2 separate regions of the Macaca mulatta genome follow, and region 2 is linked to region 1. A link is a contact called in public Hi-C data. All regions are on one chromosome and are shown on one strand. Each heading gives the region's core, a stretch centred on a gene start, on an enhancer-like site or on the middle of the called end of the contact. The rest is flanking DNA. Distances are from core to core; before and after follow the strand shown. Region 1 overlaps TMEM161B (transmembrane protein 161B). Region 2 overlaps LOC144341351.

Evidence for each region. A called contact is a pair of places that touch in the nucleus more often than the background predicts.
Region 2: a contact with region 1 is called in a Hi-C map of fetal cortex germinal zone, with 2.5 times the contacts expected there. The contact joins two enhancer-like sites. A contact is called at or near these places in 2 of 14 Hi-C or Micro-C datasets (fetal cortex germinal zone and fetal cortical plate).

What each region holds. Positions count from the first base shown.
Region 1 is chr6:94,619,553-94,627,448 of T2T-MMU8v2.0, reverse strand. TMEM161B (transmembrane protein 161B) reads left to right here. Exons shown (of 12, transcript XM_001085376.5): 6 at 1,930-2,081; 7 at 2,617-2,677; 8 at 3,158-3,298; 9 at 6,053-6,166. Among named protein-coding and RNA genes, the nearest start is that of TMEM161B, 64 kb to the left of the region's middle. Within about 2 kb of position 4,903, at least 15 of the 40 cell types and tissues checked have an H3K27ac peak or open chromatin away from gene starts, as enhancers often do. A contact at or near this core is called in fetal cortex germinal zone and fetal cortical plate, where this site is marked.
Region 2 is chr6:95,096,077-95,103,972 of T2T-MMU8v2.0, reverse strand. LOC144341351 reads left to right here. Exons shown (of 3, transcript XM_078004529.1): 3 at 4,570-6,243. The coding sequence ends at 4,839. Among named protein-coding and RNA genes, the nearest start is that of MIR9-2, 6.7 kb to the right of the region's middle. Within about 2 kb of position 4,147, at least 14 of the 40 cell types and tissues checked have an H3K27ac peak or open chromatin away from gene starts, as enhancers often do. A contact at or near this core is called in fetal cortex germinal zone and fetal cortical plate, where this site is marked.

The sequences.
Region 1 (7,896 bases), core at 3,654-6,153:
TTTGGCCAAAGATACTATTTTGTTTTTCAGTGTAAGCAAAGAAGTTGGAAATTGTCTCCTTATAGATTCTAGTAAACATTTTCAGTAAAAATAAAGCAGTGTTTTTCAAACCTGGGTTTAAAGCATTTAAGCTATTAGAGATCATCGCTGTATCTTAAAAGCAATTCAGTTGTGGTTTTGCAGCTTGACTATATTCATCTTTCTTTGTCCTCTTCTAATATGTAAGCTCTTTGTTATAATGCCAAGAAAGAGATGGATGGACCTGTATTGTTTGATACAGGTTGAACATTACAGTCCAAAATCCAAAATGCTCCAAAATCTGAAACTTTACCAGTACTGGCATGACACCAGAAGTAGAAAACTTTACACCTGGCCTCAAGTGAGAGATTGCAGTTAAAATGCAGTCAAAATTTTCTTCATGAATAAAATTATTAAATATATTGTATAAAATTACCTTCAGACTGTGTGTATAAGATATATATGAAAGGATTCTTTTGATGATGAGAATGTTTTAATTCTTTACTTCTGTCAGGGCGTTCTATTTTGAAAAGATTTTATGTGTTACTGCTATAAGTACCACATTGACTTAGGTGCTATGTACAGTTTTTTAGAGGCAATATAATCAATTGTTAAGTGCACAGATTCTAGATCCAGACTGTCTAGTTTTAAATCTCAATTTTCTCTAATCTAGCTGTGATTTTGAGGTTTTTACTTTTACCTCTCTGCCACAGTTGTTTTTTGTTGTTGTTGTCTGTTTGATTGTTTTCTGAGACAGAGTTTTACTCTTGTTGCCCAGGCTGGAGTGCAATGGTGCTATCTAGACTCACTGCAACTTCCATCTCCTGGATTCAAGCAACTCTCCTGCCTCAGCCTCCCGAGTAGCTGGGACTGCAGGCATGTGCCACCATGCCTGGCTAATTTTTGCATTTTAGGTAGACATGGGGTTTCGCCATGTTTGCCAGGCTGGTCTCAAACTCCTGACTTCAGGCGATCTGCTCACCTAGACCTCCCAAAGTGTTGGGAGTTTATAGGCGTGAGCCAGTGCGCCTGGCCCACTGTTTTGTTTTGTTTTTTTAAGTTTTTTTAAATGTCTGTAAAGTAGCAATAATAATGTGGTTAATGTGAGAATTAAAAGTTAATTGGTATTGCCCGGCACATGGCAAGTACTAAATGATAGCTGTTATTTTCCATGCTTGACATAAAGTTTACGTAAAGGTTGCTTTTCTAGGTTTGTTTGCCAAGCACCTTATTTTGTTTGTTTTGCAATTTCAAGGAGAACAATTTGGTGTATAATGGAGATCTGAGTTCTAGCTTTGGGCCACGCACTGATTTAACCTTGATTAAATCAATTTGTGTGTGTGTCGGGGTGGTTCAGATAAGATAATCTCTTCAGCCTATTTTAATAGATGAGCATGTTGAAACTTTGGCTGTGTTTGAATACTCAGTTGGAACTTGTTTTCTCTAAAGATTTTCGCTTAATACTAATGTGAAGTGGTGATCCCAGACATTTAGTTTTCATACTACAGATCAACAATAGCTACTAGTAAAATTCTCAAGTTTTAACTTGTTGAATTATTATGGATGATTCCTGTGTTATGTGTTTAATTATAAATGTAAACTGGTTTAACAGACATGCCTAATAAAGACAGTTCTCTAGAATAACGTCTACCCTGGCTTTTCATGTCGCTGAGAACGTATTGCATAAAAATCTTGAAATAATCTTCTAGTAAAATTTGAGATAAACTAGAAATACATTCCCTAGCTATAACTTAGTATGTGGGTGCTCTTTTCCTTAATTTAAAAATGTTATAAACTCCACTTAGAAATAAATGTTGTAGCCAGATTTTATTGGAATCAAGTCCTATCAAGATCGTTGTGTATAGTTCCCATAAAGTTATTGTGGTTTTTCCTGAACTTTTCCTTCTGCAGCAAAGTTCTATTTTCATTAACTACACACTATTTTAAAGTAGAAGATGGTGGTGAAAGATCTGTTTGTGTCACCTTTGGATTTTTTTTCTTTGTCAAAGCAATGGCAGTATTGATTGTAACAGAAAATTATCTGGAATTTGGACTTGAAACAGGTAATAGTTTCATACAACTTTAAAAATCAATTTTGCTTTATCTAATGCTAATATTTTTGACCTCAGTATTTAAGTTTTATATCTGATAAATATTTAAAATTAAATTTAAAGTGTATACTCTGTAATGTTCTAAATAATTAACCTTTATTATTCTTAATTAAGATCTTCTTTTTTTGCTTTTGTTTTAGCTAAGTTTTTAATTAATATGTTTTCCAAAAATACTGTCTCATTTTTTTCCTTACAGTTAAATAAGTTTCTGTAATGCTAAAGTTTACTCACATAGTTAAAGAATTAATGCAAATTTTATGCACACTCATGGAATGTACAAATATCAAAGGGATGTTTTCAAAGCCTGTTCCTGCTAATAACCAAATTTTATTGCGTTATGGCATACTAATTAACACATGAAAGAACTAAGCTAGTCACTTCAACATTTAAGATGCTCTGTTTTCTAGCATTTTATTTCCACAGAAAGATTCTATATTTCACATCTGTGATAAGAGTAATCTGTTTTTGTTTTTTTTTTTTCCTACAGGGTTTACAAATTTTTCAGACAGTGCGATGCAGTTTCTTGAAAAGCAAGGTTTAGAATCTCAGTAAGTCTTTGAAAAATTAAGCATTATTTAAATTTAACATTTTATATTTTTAATAAAGCAGTATTTACTATAGCTGTTTTAAATTAGTAAAGAGTTTTAAGTTGGACTGTCACTTCTAGAAACATCCTTACTCATAATTTTTATGACTATATAAAGTTAGTATCTTTCATAGAATTCTTATATAAATTTGCATTTCTTAAATTCATCTCCCTCAAAAGATTAAATTTCTATCCAAGTTATATATCAATTCCTTGTTGAATGTGTAAGTTAGGTTGTTGTGACTGCGACTAAAGAGATGCCTCATTTAGTTTACAGTTCACCAGAATCCATTATAGGTACTTGAATAATAGCAATCTTTTTGTAGAAATTTGCTTTGTTTTACTGTTATTGTTGTTTGTAACAGAATTGATTAGAAGAAAGGAAATTCTTCGAAAGCTAATTATAAAAATTTATCAGCTTCTTTAAAAATTTTATTTTTAGGAGTCCTGTTTCAAAACTTACTTTCAAATTTTTCCTGGCTATTTTCTGTTCACTCATTGGGGCTTTTTTGACATTTCCTGGATTACGGCTGGCTCAAATGCATCTGGATGCCCTGAATTTGGCAACAGAAAAAATTACACAGTAAGCGGAAAATGTACATAAGCACATGCAGATAAATATATGTTTTCCATCTTAATGAAGGTATAATATTGTAATGTAATCATAAATTATTGTATTGAAAATTAATAAATAACTATTTGATGTCACATTACTTCCTCTTTCAACTATAAGCAAGTTTCTTTTATTTGCTTCTAAATTTTAAGTCTTGTATTTAAAAAGATACACCATCAATTACTAAATTTGTCTTGCCTGTTAAAATGAAAATCTCAAAATTTATGTTCTTTCTAATTCAGGGGCTTACATTGCAATCTCTACAACTAAACTGAGGCTCCATAGAAATTTCCCTTAAAAAATAAGATCATTTTACTTTAAAATATTGTTTTAAGTTTTTATATGAATCTATTTAAATTAACTTTTTAATGTAAAATTTTATTTAAAAACATTTTAAAACTTAAAGTTGTATGTAAGAGATGTTTGTTTTCCTTAAGTTATTGACCTGCTTATTGACTCTTATTAAAATAATACATTAGTTTGGAATTGTTAATACTCTACAATGTTATATGTTGTACATTACTTCTAACTACCAAATTCTATTTTAGTTCTGAAATTCTACGTTTGGACAAGTCATATTTCATCTTCATATGTAGTTCAAAGCCCATTTACTGTATTCTTTGTGGTTGTCACAGATTTTTTTTGTTGTTGATGTAGACATCTTGGCAGAAAGATAGGCTTATATCTACTTCAACTCATATTCAGATCAAAGTTCCTGTCTCATCGTTTTGTTTTGCAGTAGAAGCCCAACTTGAGAATATTTCATTTTGATATGTGTATTTATAATCATTAAGTTTCTCTGGGTGATCTTATTTCCTAACATTTCTATTCTTTAAAACCTATTTTTAATGAGGCTGAGTCTTTAGTCTTTGCACATTCTTGTCTCTGTTACCTATGTCATTTCCCTTTAATTTAATTTTGACTGTCTTTTTTTTTTTAACCTCACTTCCATTTTTCTACATATGCTTTATATGTGTGTTTACCTATTGTCACCTTCCACTACACACTCCTTCATCCTTCTTTTTTTTTTTTTTTTTTTTTTTCCTTCTTTTACTCAGCGTGCTTTTGGCTACATCCTGCCTTTCTCCCACCACCCGTATCCCTAATGGCTTCTTTTAAGACAAAACCTGGTTCTCCCCCTCCTCTCTACACACACACTTCAGTCCACTAACCCCAGTGTTATGATTTAAATAAGCTGAAAAGGGTGGGTGGAGGGGAGCCCTTCACAAGCTACTGAAACCGCTGTGGGCTGCTCCTTGATACTAGAGTGTTCCCTAGCAACACTGCATACCTAATACTGCTTCTTTCTTCCCCACATCCGATGGTTTACCCAGGCTGTGGGATGAAAGAATCACTTTATAAAAACATTTCAAGCATTTAGTGGTGGTTGGGGGTGGAGCACACATTTTAGTGCCCTTTTTAGTAAAATGTGGCTTCATTTTAAGATTTTTTCCCTTTGGGGATTTGGGGTTTTATTTTCAGTTATTGCAGCCCCTCATTGTGTTGTAGCACTCTGCCTTGATATAAGGGTGTGGGCAAGCTAGTTCTGTTGTGAGAATAACATGACTGGCACAAAGAGCAGCATTCTCTTCACCCCCATGGCCAGGCACTAGGACCTGTTTTCATATCAGAGGTTAGAGCGAGAGTTCTGCCTTTCCCTGTCAGGTGTTCATGGCTTCCTGACCCAGCCCTGTTCACTCACACAGATCCCTGTCATTTGCCTGTGTAGTAATACTTTAAAATGTGGTGTTTGTGTGTATTTTGAATCCTCCAGTTTAGCTCTTAAGTGTGGTTGATAATGAAAGCAGTTTATGGTAATAAAATGTGTGAAGAATTTGCCTTTTTTCTGAAATAACAAAAATGTTCATCAGCCATCTGTCTCTGTAGGGTACAAACTTGGACAATTAACAATGAAGTTATAGTGCAGACCTGAAACCTTTGCTGTATTAGGTATATTGCCTTGTCAGGAGTAATGCAAATTTTTTTGATATATATATATATATCAAATATATATATATATATCAAATTTTTTTGATATATATATATGGGATAGGGAAATTATTTCAAGTGTGTTCATACTCATTCAAAAAGAAATTAAAATGTGGAATCACTTATGATTTTAACAATGGAAATTTAAAATTATACATGATCATTACACATTGAAAGGTTCCTCGGTTGCAGGTTGTTGGAGTAGGTTCCATCTGCCATATGCCTTCTAGTCATATGGACCTGGCTAATCACTATCATTTACTTGTAGATAATGAGGAGACACTTTGTTTCATTTGCACTAGAAAGTATCAGATGACTCTTCTGTACTGAAAATCCATTAGATTCATTGACTATCTAAAGTTAGAATCATTAAATCCTGCTTATTAAATCAGGAATAAAGTATGGGATTACTAAAGAATACTAGAATAGAAGTGAACAAATCTGAATTTTAGTCCTATATTTACCTCTGGCCTGTTATTGCCAAGAGCAAGTCATTTAACTTTTCTGCATCTAAATGTTCTCATTTGAAAAATTAAGATAATGACATAATTTCTCACAGGCTCAAATCAGTGTTAAATCATAATGATAAATATAAAATGATGGTGACAGTAGTACCGTAAGTAGTAGAATATTGCAAATAAGTTCCTACCTCCATTTTAGTAAGACCCAAGCTTCTGTAGTTTATTAGCACATGTTGTTTCTGAATTTTTATATTTATTTCTTACATATTTTCAGAACATTACTTCATATCAACTTCCTGGCACCTTTATTTATGGTTCTGCTCTGGGTAAAACCAATCACCAAAGACTACATTATGAACCCACCACTGGGTAAAGAAAGTATCCCTTTGTAAGTATGGGCATTTGAAAGCTGATTTTTATCACCAAAACTGCTTTACTAAATGTTATTTACTGTATTTGTTTTTCAGTGATAAAATCAGGACACTGTATTTTTCAGACATTAATAGGAATGCTAAAAGATGTGTTAGAAAATTGAAGCTACAGAGCATCATTTAACATTTTTGTGATCTTTATTAGTTAATGATTATTACTTTGCACTAATATTATCTTATACACTGTTTTTTTCTCTTCTTTACGTCCAGTCATCATCATTTTTCTGTTGTCATTGTGCCTATTGTTTAGATACTTTCTGGAGTTCTTTTGTTTTAATTGTGAAAATTATGGAGAAAAAAAGTAGTGTAAATGGAAACTCATATACTCAACCCCTATATTTGACAGTTGTTAACATTTTCCATATTTGCTTCATCCATTTTTTATTTTGTTTTTTGATGAAGCATTTTTGAATTAAATTAGAGACATAGCAGTTTTATCCCTTCATACTTTAGCTTGCACCTCTAAAAAAAATAAGGATATTTTCCTATATAACAATAATATCATCGTACCTAACAAAATTATCTAATACTAATACCTTAACATTATTATCTAATACTAGTTTATAGTTCTATAGTTAGGCAACTATATTTTAGCAGAAGATGGTGAGGAAACAAACAGTTTATTAATAGGCGTTAATAACTAGATTTGATATGTTAGCCTTGTAGAACTGTTAGAGTAATAGAAAGTTTCAGACAGAACTGGTCCAAACTCCAGCTCTCCTCCTCACTAAAATCTTTGCTTGAGGCAGATTACTTAACCACTGAGCCTCTGTTTCCCCATGTGGAAGACGAAGATAATAGTATCTACCTCACAAGGTTATCATTGGAGTAAATGAAAGAACACATGTAATGCAACCAGCTGGAATTAAGTGCTTAATAAATGTTCTTTTCACTGCTTTGCCTCATCAGAATTAAAATAGAAATACTTGACTAGTCGTTGACTCTGCAGTGTACCTTTTATATTGTGTACTTCTTTTAGATCCTGGTACCAGTTTTTCTTGGAGTATATATAAAATCAGTGATGACCATGATAATTTTTCTTTTTAGATTTAATCCTGTTGAACCCGGGAAATAGCCACTGAAAAAGTAATGCTTCCCCCCTGCCGATATACACTAATTACCTTAATGGTAATTTTAACTTGACAGATTCCTTAAGTATTGAAGAGTAATTCTAAGGATCCTAGGGTTCTAGAAAAATCTCAGAGAAACTGCTAATTCATATCTTTGATACTGAAAGCATTCCCAATCCTTCCTTGAAATTTGGTCGTGGAAACTGGATTTCATACTCCTGTCATTATGTTCTCTGATTTTATATTTGCCTTAGTTAAATTGAGAAAATAAGGAAACTAGCATTTATGATACACTTATACCAGCTATTATGTGAGATATTGATACTTTACATATTGTATCTTTTTATGGTAATTGTGCATATGTTGTTGTTCTCATCCTGTTTTATAAATGAAATAACAGGCTCAGAGGTTAAATAATTTGACTAAGGTTATTCAGCCAAATCGTGTGTACATAAAACACTTGGTAGTTATACCAACATTCACTTCCCACTTCCAGTCTGATTAAATTACATGTGGATTCATTAGTAGTGAATACTTTATTTAATGGAAATGGGAATAAGGAACTTTTCCCTTGTGTGTATATTAAATTATAGGAAAAATGTGGTTTGTACATAAAG
Region 2 (7,896 bases), core at 2,898-5,397, 480 kb before region 1:
TGGATTGTTTAATTGAATAAGCTGCATGTGTGCATATTTGCTGTTCTTTGAGGGTTTGCAATTATAGATTGAGTCTTTTTTCAATGATAGCTTTGGGGGAATTAAAAGGTGGAATATATATAGTATATATAACTATATATACTATATATAATTTGGAATATATATTTTATATATACTCCAAAAGCCATCATGCTGCATAGCTATATTGCCAAGAAAGAGAATCCCATCCTATAAACAAGATTACCATTGCTTGAAATCTAAACTCAAGGCCTGTATATTTTAAGGCACATCAACTGGTTTAATATAGCCAATTGTTTTGTGTATTTTTTTCATTTCAAAGTCAGGAATCAAGGATGCTTTTCAGTCAAGATAATGTGCCTTGTTTCCAGACATATTGAGATAAAAATGAAACTCAGTAAATTTTGAATGCAGCCGATAAGGTACAACATACAACATGGTTGAAAATGTCTTCCTTGAAGAAGGCTGTCCATTGCTGTGTCTACCCATTTTAAAATATATATATATTTTTTCAATAAGAAATGCTAGAAAGCAATAGGGCGGGGAATGGCGCACCTCTCAGGCAATCAGCACAAAAATTCTTTAGAAATCTTTGGAATCACTTCACTTATACACAGATTATCTCGAAAGCACTGGCCCTGAACTGTGTTTCTGCTAATTGAAGTTAATTAGACAATCAAACTTTGAGCCTTGAGCGATGGGCATTACAGCCCATCAAGGTATGTCAAGAAAGAAAGAAAAAAATGTGTCTTTTCTTTTATGACCAAACCAGGAGGTTATACAGCTGGCATTGCATACATGACAGATGTGCATATTTGTAACCTTAAATAAACAGAAGCAGGGAGGTAACTGTTTATATTATCTAGCAAGAGACAGCAGCAGACACTCGCCAAAAAAGACAGAAAGGGACAAGAGAGACAGATAGACATAATAAAATAACAACAAAAAAAAAAAAAGAGAGAGGGAAAGGGAACCAATAAAACGACAAAACCTGAAATTTTCGCGAATTAAAAAAATGCAAATATACCTTTACATATGCATCAGTATTAAAAATAATACACGCTGGAACCAACAGGAGCGAGAGCAAGAAGCGGAGGAGGAGGTGGAGGAGAAGAAGGAGGAGGAGAGGTGGAGGAGGAGGAGGAGGAGGAGGAGGAGGAGGAGGAGGAGGAGGAGAAGGAGGAGGAGGAGGAGGAGGAGGAGGAGGAGGAGGAGGAGGAGGAGGAGGAGGAGGAGGAGGAGGAGGAGGAGGAAAGAATGGAGGCGCCGCGGAGCCCTGATTATGCATGGGCTGGAGCTGCCTCCTCTAACCTGTTCTTCTCCGAGCCGGGCAGCCGGCGGTCCTCAGCCGCCCACAGAACAGGAGCCGAAACAACCGTTCTCGAAGGCTACAGCGTTTATTTTTCTCTTTTGGGGGGTTTTGGCGGTTGTTTCAGGGGCTCGCCAACTGGCCCCTTTAATTAAAAGCTTCAATAAAAGGCGATCGCGCCAGGAATGCACCCGCTCCTCTTCGCGCAGGATTTGCATATTTTTTTAATGCCCTAATTTCCTTGATGTATGTAAATGTAGCCGGACGTAGAGGGAGACAGGGAGCTGACGTCAATGGACGTGACCTCGCAGCTAAACCTTGAACGTGAAGCCGGGATGGGGGAAAACACGGAGCGGCAGCCGGCGGAACCCGAGAGCGCGGGCGGCGGCGGCAGTAGCCGAGCCGAGGCCGGAGGTGCCAAAGGGGCCAGTGCCGGCCCCGGGGGAGGACAAGCCGCCGCCTTCTTTCTGCACCGCGCGGCTTTCAGACTCGCCAGCCTTCCGGCCGCACACGCAGACTCTTGTCCTAAGCTGCCAGCCCCACCAAACACACGTTCTTTTGCTTCCCTCAGAAAAGCAACACTCCCCAAAACAACAAACCAAAACCAACAGATTAAGCAAATGTTTTAGACCAATGCTCGGGTAACTTATCAGAAAGAAGACTCTGACCACGGAACATATATATTTTTTTGGCTTCTTTCCACAAGAAGAGGAGGGGGAGACCACAGACAACAGCAAATCACTCCTAAAACAAGATAACTACAATTGCTCCCTGTAGGGAGAGGTAAATCGCCCAGCCGACTGGTGAAGGCTTCTGGTTTCGGTACCTATTTACCTGTGCACTCATTACGCGCAGCGGCTTCATTAACAGCAGGGTGATGAGCGCGCGTTTTAAAGTGATGGGAGTGCCGTGGGGTGTGTGTGTGTGTGTTGGGAGGTGCTTGCGCTAGTGAGCACCTAGGTAGGCGCTCTGAGCAGAGAGAGATCAGTCTTTCCATAGCCACGTCTGGGACTTATCTGCGGAGCCATCTAGGCCAGCGCTCCTAGGTTGGGGTTCGAGTTCACCCCTTTAAAAAGAGAGTCCAGCAAAGGCTTCCCCTGAACAGCCAGGTGCTTCCCATCGCATTGTTTGCGGAAGGAGGCTTGAGGTGTAAGCCATTCCGTAGCCGCCGCCTTGCCGGATTTGGCCTGGTGTTTTGCACTTAGAACTCTGCGGCCTCAGCGCGGAGGAACTGCCTCCCTGAGACGCTGCCGAGGCCTTCTCATTCCCCTCCTTCCGCCCACGGCAGCCCTGCGCGCCGGCGTGTGCGTGCCCGCGCACGGGGCCGGTGGCACCTCCCTGTACACATCCGCCCCCTCCTCTGCTCGCCACCTTCTCTCGGGCAGCTAAGAAATGGTCCTGGGCTTCTTCTGGGCCGGAGGGCAGAGCTGCGAGCAGACAAGAAAGCGCCGGTGGCTGCGGTGGCGGCTCCTCCGCTCTGCCCTCGGCTGCCAAGTCTGCCGTTTCGTCGTTCCACCTCGCAGCCCCAGCTTTGTTTTCCTGACATGCTCGTGGCCATTGGGCCCCACGCCTGCGAGGGGAGTGTGTGCGTGTGCGCGGAGGGCGGGCGCGCGCGGCGGGTGGGGGCTCTCCCGCCAAGGACACGCATGGCTGTCTGTCCTCCGGCTGCACTTGGCGGGAAAGCTAGGGGCCGCCGGCGGGGCTGAGCGCCAGCGGCTCTCATTACCGCCTCCCTGCTCCCCCCGGGCCGCATTTACATACGGGCCACTCGTCTGAATTTTTACGGCACTCTTCCCCCCTCCCGTACCCGGTCGCACGCGCGCAGGCTCGGAACTACCACCCGGGCACGCAGATACCCGCGCCCACGATGCGGCCAGCCCCAGGCGCGCAAACAGGCCCACAGAGGCAGACGGCACTCTGCGGGACGGATTCCTGCACCGCCTCCCCGCAATCCCGTGCCCACACCCCTGGCAGCCTCCCCGCTTGTGTTGCAGGAAGCCCACCTTACCCTCGAAGCCCCCACCCTTCTCTGTCGTCTGCACACTTCCACCCCCACCCTCCCACATCTCTCCGTCTCTCCCTGGAAGACAGGCGCGCGCGCGCGCGCGCGCGCACACACACACACACACACACACACACACACACACACACACACACACGCTTTTTCTTCCTCCTCAAATAGATAACCCCTATGGCGCGTCCCTGGTACCTTTAGAATAGCTCTAGAGTTTAGAGAATAAAAATCTTGAGAATGCATTTCTTGTCTTTAGCCAAACACATTTAACAACCACGATACAAACGGGAAGGAGTGAAGAAGGGGGACTTGAACCAAAAGACCTTTAAAAAAAAAAAAAGTATGCGAGTCAAAAGGTCATTCTCCAAGTTTGTAAATAAAATTGCAAAGAGAGTCCTTAAGAAAGGAGAGGAAAGAAGGGGAAGAAGGTTAGGAAGACTCACAAGTTACATAAAACGGTTCTTTGGAAAAACGACAGGGCGATTCTTTATTAAAAAAAAAAGAAGAATCTTAAGAAACCAAGAGAGGAAAAAAACTGGAGGAAAAAAGAAAAAGAGAAGAAAAGGATGTTTAAAAAACGCAAAAGAAGTTTCCAAAGAAATGTGTGCTTTGCATCCTACAATAGGAAAATGTAGCCATTGCCTTCCTTCAGACGAGACATTTCTAATTTGTTCCGTCTGTCAGGAGGGGACTGTGAGAGGTTTGGGTGCAAATTCATTATCTCTGGCAACGCAGAACGTAGTGTGGGGACTGAAAAAGACCGTGGCAATGGATGAACAATAGGGCTTCAGTTCATCAGTAACAAAAGCAGTGGGGAAATTGGTTGAGTTTCAGAGCACGTCCTCCTCGGCAGAGGGGGCTGGACTAGACCTTGGACAGCCCCCCCAAAAACTTGCCAAGCCTCGCACACACCACTTCACTCTCCACTCCGAGGCTCAGGGAGCAAGTGCCTGGCATGGGGGGGGAAAGTTGGCTTTTTTTTTTCCTCCTTGGTCTTTTGCTCCCTTCTCCCTCTCCCCAGAAGGGAAGACCCATTTAAACTATTTTAGACGCAATCAACCAAGAATCACCATGTGGAATTGAGCGGCAGTTTTAAATGTGCTGAGCAGAGGAGAGGAATGATGAGAAAAACACATTTTTTTTTTTTTTTTTTTTTTTTTTTGGAGACGCCGAAAGGAGCCTGTTTGTGTGCTGCGGCCGTGCTGTGACTCTGGATCTTGTCTTTCAGCCGGCGCCTCGGTTCCTGCCCAGCTGGATTTGGGGGGCAGCATTTCCTGGCGCAGGGAGATCAAGTGAGTATCGTGGCGGCCCTCAGGCTGCAGCTCGCCGGCGGCATGAGGCCAGCAGTGCCTGCCGCGGCCCCGCGCCCGCACTCCTCACCTCGCCCGCTAGCCGGTGCCCGCAGAGCCCCGCTGCGGGCCGCTCCGAGGGCCAGTCCGGGGCTTTGCTTCAGCTAATTGATTGTGTGCCTCGGATGTTAAACCTGTTGATCTCGTGAGTTTTCTGAGCCAGTACTGTTAATTATCCAGCGGCTTGACCCCCAATCGCAGAGAGATGCCAGGAAATCTTCGCGTTGGAAAAGGGAATTTTTGTATGTAATTTTGTGATGGTGGTGGTGGTGGTGGGGGTTTCCCTTTTAAACCTAGAACAAAATGCACTTGTATTTTGCACCTCTGGGTTCGAATTCGCATTTTGAATAATTCGCCTCCCTTTAACCGCCCCCAAAGTTGCAATTACCTGGCAAGGAAGCGAGGGTCTGATTCGATTTTGGTGGAAAACTTAGTACAGTAGCTAACTAGATCTGGTGGCTTTCCACTTCCCTTTTCTCTTTGCCTTTTGAATTTTGGGAGGTGAGAGGCCGCTTTACAGGGTTATCCCAAGTTGAGATTCATCAAGATGCAACCATCGTGGTTAGTTATTGGTACTTGGAGCGGTTCAGCTTAAGACGCTTCTGGTATCCAAACGGAGCTGGGTCTTTGCGATTTGCTTAGAGTCTAGACCCGGCTGTGGAAGGCAAGAACTCCTTTCTGTGGCCTGGAATTATCTGCAGGAACCCAGGGTGATGGGAACTCGGGCAATGTATTTGCATTAGTGTCTGCGGCGTTTTATCTTGCAAATGTACCCGCGGTGCTTGAATGGGGGACTGTCTTGAGAGGTCAGGAGAGCAGTGGAATTGATCAGAAGTTAGACCGGAGGCTCTGTCAAGTCACGGCCACGGCCAGGGGCCGCTTTGGAGCCGTGGCTGCCTTGGGCCCAGAACCGCAGAGTCGGATTCCGTTTTCTCCCTTTCTTGGTGTCCACCTCTGCCCACCACCCTCCTTTCTCCACCCTGGCACCGGTAATTAGGGCGCTGTCTCAGGAAGCGAGTTCCCACAGTCAGCGTAATTAAACCAGGGCAATACTTTTATTTTGCAAAACCAATAGCCCCACCCCTCCAGTCCAAAATAACAATAAGCATAAAAAATCATAAAAGAAAAGCAACCTATTTGGGGGAGTATTGAATTCCTGAATCTTGGATCGAGAGGGAATGGGGGAAGGGAATTTTTCAAAAATCCACCACTTTACAGCAATCAGGTTTTACATTATTCATTGATTTACTGAAGGAAAGAGCCAATCAGGAGCCATAGATATGAATGCACATCTCACTGTGCTGTGGCCTTCCAGTAAACTATTTGCATCTTTCTAATGGAGTAGATATTTATCCAGGGATTCCCATTGTTCGAAAGGCCTGGAAATTCAGTTCCTTAAACATTTAGAAAATAAGGCTGTTCCAGACTTAAAATCCTTACATGGAAAGACTCTCTTCTTTTGTATGGCAGGTTACAAGGTTCAAGTCCCTAATGTTTTTTTAAGAGTCCCTCTTCCTTCCAAGCTAAAAATAAAAGAAAAGAAGAAAGAAAAATTAATTTCTTAAACCCCTCCAGATTCTGCATATTTTGCATTCACATTATCATGCATGTCTCCATTTAAATGCAAATTAGCATATTTAACCCTGTGGGTGCTGAGACCCAGGATACATTGTACTGGGGTTTTATGGAATCTCTTGGCATTTTAAGGAATCATGGTAATAGCAATATTTTAAATAAAGCAATAGCTACATGACTTTATTCATATATATAAAAACTGTGATCATTTGTTTTCTGGACTGTTTTTCAGATGAGACTGCAAAGAAGCATAAATGAATAGACAATCCAACCAACCAAAGGTAATTTTGAAATTTACATTTGATAAAATCCAAGTGATGTACAAAATAGAGTATTATTTACTGGGTGGCAGCCCTGCAGTGGGTTGCATATCTCCTAATTCATGCTCTAAGGTTCTGTATGTGCAGCCTTCTCCTCTGCAGGGAGCCTTTGTATATTATGTATCAAGCATAATACAAATATAACCTGTAACTGCCCATAAAAAAGAAATTTGAGATACAGAGTAAACAATAGTATACTTTTGTGAGAAAGTAAGCCAGTCAGGTACCTTGCCTGAACTATACAAATCACTGTAAATTAAATGGCTTTTATGTAGAAAATGGTAGTCTTGACTGTACTAGTGGACTGTGGTTTACATGCATTTGAATCATACAAACCAAATATTAAAAGGGGATCTCAGTGATAGGTCAATTCTTCATGTACTTTACAGTAATCTGAATAGGATTCAGAGGTGTTCCAAATATTGGTGACAAACCTAATGCATTTGAATTTATGAAATAGCGTAATTCTGATCCAAATAATGTGGAAAACCTAACTTTTCACTTTTAACTTAAACAGAGACTGTTTACTCCCAAGTAAACCAGAATGTTTCAATTCATGTTTCAGCCATCTGGAGACCTATAAAAAGATTAGAAAACAAGCATGACAATCACGTCCTAATCTACTGGCCATTAATGGGAATTTATTAGTGAATGAGCAGGCAAACCATTTAAATTCAGTATATCCTTCAGTATGCAGATTTCAAAATGGTATTCTGCTCAGCTTAATAGCTTTTTGAAAGCAAAAATATCTGATATAACATGTAGGTGTTAATAGTTGCTCTTAGTATGTGACAGATAGTGCTAGGAATCTTTAGGGCTACACAATTGTTTCAACTTGTGTCACATCCTGTATAATAATACAGTCTTTGAAATATGTATGGTAAACTATCATATAAACTTTGGCAATATTCAAAATAATCAGATGCTCTGTGTTAAACCTTCCTGTGTAGTTTTTATTTCTGCATATCCTGAGAGATGGTAGAGAGTAAAATATTTAATTGGCTATCTGGCTAATGAACAGACTGCCTATAATCCTAATGTTGGTTCATTTTACTTATTGGGGCTCCCATGATGAGTCTATGTCATATGTGCCAGGCATGGGGACCAGGCCTAGAGTCCAGTTGATATGACTATGTGGCATTGCCCTAGAATATGCTATTTTAAGACAGTATCTTCTATAGCTTTTAATTGTAGAAGCATATCAAATGTTCAGTGTCTTGGCTTTCATGATGGGTACTTTGGTTTTAAAAATGCATTTAGTTGCTAAGTGTGGAAATATAGCCCTGTTACTTTGCAAATTCACACAGATAT